Linked DNA regions of Lactuca sativa: region 1 is linked to region 2. The links are chromatin contacts, called in public Hi-C maps. All regions are on one chromosome and are shown on one strand. The core of a region is the stretch at or near the end of the contact, and the rest is flanking DNA. Distances in the headings are between cores, read along the strand shown.

Region 1 (3,327 bases), core at 35-2,534, 390 kb after region 2:
GATTTTGGGAAAAATCTAACTTTGATGTAAGCTTTTCCATTATTTCTATATGATTCCATAGTCTAGTAAATCAAGTCTTGAATGAATTTGGATCGGCAGTAGTAGTACCCAGTACCCACTTATACTTTAAGAATTTCTAGACAACACTCGAGTATATGAAAGTTTCTCATTCACAAATGCCAATTTGATGTTTGTGGTAGCCCCTGAAATACAAAACCTTGTTCGCAAACATACAAAACATACAAAAGTAATTAATATGTTATATAATTGAAAAATAAAAATATAGATCATAATATATTCATAACAGACGTATTTATATAAAGGTCGTAAGTAAAAATATATTAATTTTAATGGGAATAATCAAAATGAATTGTAATATAATGTAACCCGAACGTGTGTATATAAAAATCCTTAAAATCCAAAAATGTATGAAGAAGTTACGACGTTCATAAGACAAAACCTAAGCACCAAACAATTGAGGCCGTGGTGGCCATAAGATTGAATAACCCCGAACACCTCATTAACGACGGTCACATCCTAATGTAGGATATTGGGAGAAAAAACCTTAAGAAGTCGTTTATAAGTATTGAATGTGTACAACAACAAAGATTTATTTTGCATATATATATATATATATATATATATATATATATATATATATATATATATATATATATATATATATATATATATATATAATAGTTCAAATAATAAATAATATGAAAGCGTAAAAAAATATTATTTTTATGTTATTATTCTCTAATGAATTTTGTATCAATAACTTTATATCATTATTCAATAATGAACAAATCAATAGTCCCAAGTTAAAACTAAAATTATAATTTACTTCAAAAATGTATATAAATAAATTTATAATAGAATAATGACATTCTAATGAATATATGAATAATCAAACGTTAATATTTATATTATAATTATTTCAACAATAAACATATACAACATTCATTACAGAATAATAACATAAACATATTTTCACATTACTTTACGGATTGCCTACATTAGTCGGTCATAAAAACTAAATATATACAATTAAAAGTTAAATGAAAAAATATAGGCTCAAAAAAATTAAATAACGAAATATATAAAAATCAAAAAATGTATGACGTAATTATCCATACACGGATATACCATTATTACTTTTGACATATTTGATTAAAAACAATAATTTGCCTGTCATCATCCAAATACCGTACAATTATCTTCGAAACAAAAATCCAATTTCTTAAAATTTTCACAGCAAAGTTGAGGAAGTGCGGCGTACACATCGATAGCAATTACTTGAATCGTCACCACCGCTGGTTGAACCGTCGCATCGGAGTTGGGTCCCGCCGTATATTCTTCACTCACCACCTTCTTCTGCGCCAATGGTGGTTGCAAACATCCAAATCACAATAAAGATAAAAGTGAGAACGCCACGACAATTCTGGACAAAACGAACCCATACCCGGATTTCAATTTCGGGTCCACCCGTTTCTTGAAGGCTCTTTCCTCTGTAGCCTGTAGTCCCCTTGTTTTGAACGTTTCCCATTAAGTCAAACATCGTCGCTTTCAAAATATTTATATAATTCCTCCAATCGCGTGCATATAAGAGAAAACTGTTTGTAGAACTAGAACTTTGCACCCGTTTTCAAATTTGGTATCCTTTTGACAGTTGACTCAACATTTAATGAGTACCCAGGTGAGAATTTTCCATTTTCCGATTTCTTATTTCATTCGAGTTTGTGTTTCATGTTTCTGTCAGAAATTATCAGTTATTGTATTGATTGATTGTGGGAAATTGTTCAATTTTGCTATACTTTGTTAAGAAATCAAAATCCCTCCTTTGATTGATCGCAATCAATCATTAAATCGCATATTTTGATCGTTAGTTGAACAAAACTCGTTTTATATCCACTTCAGTTGTTTGCGAAGTAGTTCATTGAGGCTTGGGATGTTCAATATTTGAAAAGAAATCAATAATCTTGATGTAGGGTTCATAAGTATCCGTATTAATTTGTGTGTTCTCATTTTTTATTTGAGGATTAGGCTTCAAGAAGGTGAAGATTTGCGAAAATGAAAATGAGTTGTTGCAGTGAGATTGAAGACGACTTCTTCGATGCACGCGAGGTGTTTGTTTCAATGTCTGACTCAGATTCCGAACGTTACTCCGACGATTGTTGTACTTCCGGGTATAAATACGATTCATGGATTGGTAATCTTGATAGCGTCGACGAACGTCGCAATAAGTTCATAAGATCCATCGGTCTGAGTTCTAAATGGCTCGTAAGAGATGAAGAATCCGACGAGACTTCCGATGAGAAAACAGAAAACCCTAAACCCGCCGCCGACCAACAAATTCCAGACCTTGAAGATGCGTTTCTGATCCGACAGCCTTCTTTATCCATTTGGTCAAATCCCACCATCGAATTACCAAAACCTGATTTAGTAATCGAGAATTTTCAAGAAGAATCATCAATGAATCAATCATTCGACTTCGGTTTATCTTCATCTTCTCAAAAAGAAACCATAAACAGTAGTTTATTAGACAGAAGAAAGAAAGTAAAGAAAGGTTGGCTTCATAAACTAAACATCATCTCTCGACTCACAGATCATGAATCAGAATCAACGGTATCAAACGGTGCCACGTGTACTCTTTCAGTTCCTGTTCACACTAACAAAAAGAAATCAAAAGAATTATCATCACTTTACGCCACCCAAGATTTCGAAGCACATAAAGGGTCGATTTCGGTTCTTAAATTCAGTCACGATGGTAGATATTTAGCGAGTGCAGGTGATGATGGAATTGTGAAAATTTGGGAGATTTCTGAACATGATGATCCAAGAAAATATGAAATTAAAGGGAATGACACGTCATCATTATACTTTTCAAGTAATCATTTATCTGAATTGGCGCCAATTAAAGAGAAAAATAGGAGGATTAGGAAATCATCTGATTTGGCTTGTGTTATTATACCACCTAAAGTGTTTCGGATCTCGGAGAAACCGGTGCATGAGTTTCATGGTCATGAAGGCGAAATCTTGTCCCTCTCGTGGTCGAAAAGCGGGGTTAGTATAACAACTATTTTGCTTTCGTTACATTCTATTCTGAAAAATCTACTGAATACTGAATATACCAATGAAAATCATTTTTCACGTTATAATCAGGTAGATTTTTCAATGTATAACAACAATGTATTTTTATTTATTTGTTTATTTTGGTATTCTGTTTTGGTTTCATTGTACTTTGAAAAATCTATCTGAATATACGAATGAAAATCATTTTTTACAGTATAATCAGATAGATTTTTCAAGATGCAGAGTCCAAAT
Region 2 (3,123 bases), core at 392-2,891:
ATTATTTAAGAAAATATATATATATATATGTATACGTTTCTTTACCAAGAGCCTCCACCCATCATTCCATTCCAGAATCCATTGGAGTCACCATTCTGATCTCTATCTTGCGCAACATGCTGTTCATCAAGAGTTGTTGTTGATGTGTTCGTTTTCAGTTCTTCAAACGGGAACAAAACCCTCCGATCTGTACTGTCATCAAGACTATTCCCATACGCGCCACCACTCGCCATTCCATCCAAAGAAAAGCTAAGTGACGGAATCTTGAATTCCGGCATGGGAATCATCAACTGCCCTGACTGTGAATAAACGGAATTAGAATCAGGGATCGGAATCGGCATTAAGCAATTCATTGTACCCCTTGCTGTGATTCCAGTCAAGAGCTCCAAAGCTGAAAGCTGAGCTGAAGCCGATGCAGTAGTTGTAATACTACTGGTGGTGGAAGCTGAAGAATTCGTATTCCTGGTGGCATCAAAGTTTGGTATTTGCATAAAGTCAGAAACATTCTTGAAATTATTAGCGGATGGAAACCCCAAGTTAAGATCTTGCCCATAATGATCATGAAGGATCCTAGGGTTTTGAGAAAGTACTGATGTTGGTGCAGAAGGTACAATTAGATCAGGAAGCTTCTTTGAGACCGAAGTTAGAGAAGAAGAAGTAGTAGAAGACGATGATCTCTTGTTCTTTCTTGAACCACCACCAACAGGGATGTTTCTGAGTGTTCCTCCTTCAGTCCAATACCTTCTACAGGTCTTGCAAAAGTATCTTGGTTGTGAAAGACTGTAATTGTTGTAGTAACAAAACTTGGTGTTGGTGGAATCACACCTCGGACAGTTAACAGCGGCAGCTTTTTGGGGTCTTATCCTTCTTTCAAGAGAGGAAGAACTTGAAGATGGCTTTGAGAGATTATTGTAATTGTTACTTGAATTTGTGGTGTTGGGAACTACGATTTCTTCCATTGGCTTCACCACTATCTCCTATTTAAACACCAAAAGGAAGGATAAAGGAAAAGAAAAAGCAAGAAATAATTTAGAAAAAGAAAAGATGTATTAGACATAAAGATACACAAAAGCTTTAAGATTTGCAGACAAATGAACAAAACAAGGCTACTGCTTTATGCTTTTCAGAATCCATAAAAACCAATCTTCAATAAAAAGGAACTCATCAAAATTTAACTTATTTATTTTTAACACATGAGGACATGACCCTTGATCACATAAATTATCAAAAGTAAAGTGCAAGATGCATACTAAAAATATAACGAGTGAAAGATAAAGAAGAAAACACACTTGAAGATCTATGGAAACTTATATCTACACTAAGTGTGTATGATCAAATTTTAAAAAAAAAAAAAAAAAGAAACATTAGATTGGTTTAATTCATATGATCATGAGCTCAAGGAAATGAAATAATTCAACTTTACTTATTTTTTAAGTTTGTGAATTTTAAGGGTGATGATGCAGAAGGTGGAAGATCCAGATATATACCTGTGGTGGCCAGTGAGGCCTGTCCATGGCTGAAAGAAGCAGACAGAGAGAAGAGAGAGAGAGAGAGTGATGGCCTCCTTTTACTTTCCACTGTTCTTGAAAAAAGCACGGAAAGGAATGTTTTAGATGGTTTCTGTGGACTATGTGCTGTGTATGTATGTATATGCATCTATAGCCATGTATGTATATCCAACATTGCATATATATATATATATATATATATATATATATATATATATATATATATATATATATATATATATATATATATATATATATATATATATATATATATATATATCATTTGATAGCCTAAAGTTTTCCGAAAACCCGAAAACTAAAGGTAGACCACTAGATAAAAAACTTTACTATCGAGATCATAGATGACATAATTGTAATTATAAATGAATTTAATAGCATTTTAGCTTTTTATATATAAAATACATTCCAAAAAATCAATAAAATTAAATTACTAATATGAATTTCCCTAAATTATTTTTTCTTTTCCACATGTCTTTTTCATTCTTCATTGCATCTCTTCCCTCGCTATGTACTGCCCCTTTCCTGTGTCCATCCACCACCGATACCTCTTTCGTAGATCAACGACACATACCTTTTCTTTCATTTCATCAACGACGAATCCACGAGCCAAGTGATCGATGATGTTGACGTCGTTCGTTTTCATCATCGATTGCAACAGTAGATCGACGATCGAGCTCAATTATCATCGATTTTTCAACAAATGTTGTCATTTTGCTTTCATTGGATGATGCCGGCTCTGGACGATGTCACCTTCGCCTGTAAGTTCCGATGAAGTTGGCGAAGGCAATGCTGCTTCTGCTTACACAGATTATGCCACCTCCGTCCCGTGCTGAAGATTGATAGTTTTGTTCTAGGTTTTGGCAAGCAATATATCTCTAGATTCTAGGTAATTCTTAGATATATCTCTTGATTTCAATTAAAGACTCTTACACATGGCCAAAAATAATGTAATCATCCCCTGCTCCCTCCGGCCTCCTCATTCACAATATATCTATAGATTCTAGGTAATTCTTTTATTCTATTATCGCTTGCACCAATTTATGATCTAGTTGTTTTTGTTCTTTAACATGGAAAATAGGAAAATATATCAAATTCAAATGATAATTTTTCTACTCAAATACTAATTGCAATAAAATTATATATATATATATATATATATATATATATATATATATATATATATATATATATATATATATATATATATATATATAGACACACACACACACACACACACATATGAAGACGCACTCTCAAGTTACAAATTACAATATGCTAGTCATCCATCATACACTTGACCTGATACAATATTATTATTCTCCAATTCACATCCAATAGGTATAGACTCAAAATAAGGAAACCAATAAAGTTTTACATAAATACAATTCTCTTGGTATCAGTTGCAGTTAATCTTAACACTTAATAAAAAACTCTTAACAATTATATATTGATGAATTTTAAATAGTTTATGTTGGTTCTCAAGCAATGCTCTACATAAGCCTTTTCTGTATGCTCACTCAAATGGAAGACAACCAGGACAATATTGGTATGTTACTTAATTATTACACATTTTCTGTAGCTGCTTAATGAAATT

Evidence for each region. Hi-C and Micro-C count contacts between places; a contact is called where the count stands out from the background.
Region 1: a Hi-C map of leaf shows a contact between it and region 2, with 3 times the contacts expected there. The contact joins the promoter of LOC111890498 here to the promoter of LOC111890515 in region 2. A contact is called at or near these places in 2 of 4 Hi-C or Micro-C datasets (bud and leaf).

The regions. Positions count from the first base shown.
Region 1 is chr6:147,862,682-147,866,008 of Lsat_Salinas_v11, forward strand. LOC111890498 reads left to right here and starts at 1,285. Exons shown (of 7, transcript XM_023886605.3): 1 at 1,285-1,699; 2 at 2,041-3,066. The coding sequence starts at 2,074.
Region 2 is chr6:147,468,014-147,471,136 of Lsat_Salinas_v11, forward strand. LOC111890515 (dof zinc finger protein 1) reads right to left here and starts at 1,642. Exons shown (of 3, transcript XR_006184422.2): 1 at 1,488-1,642; 2 at 1-977.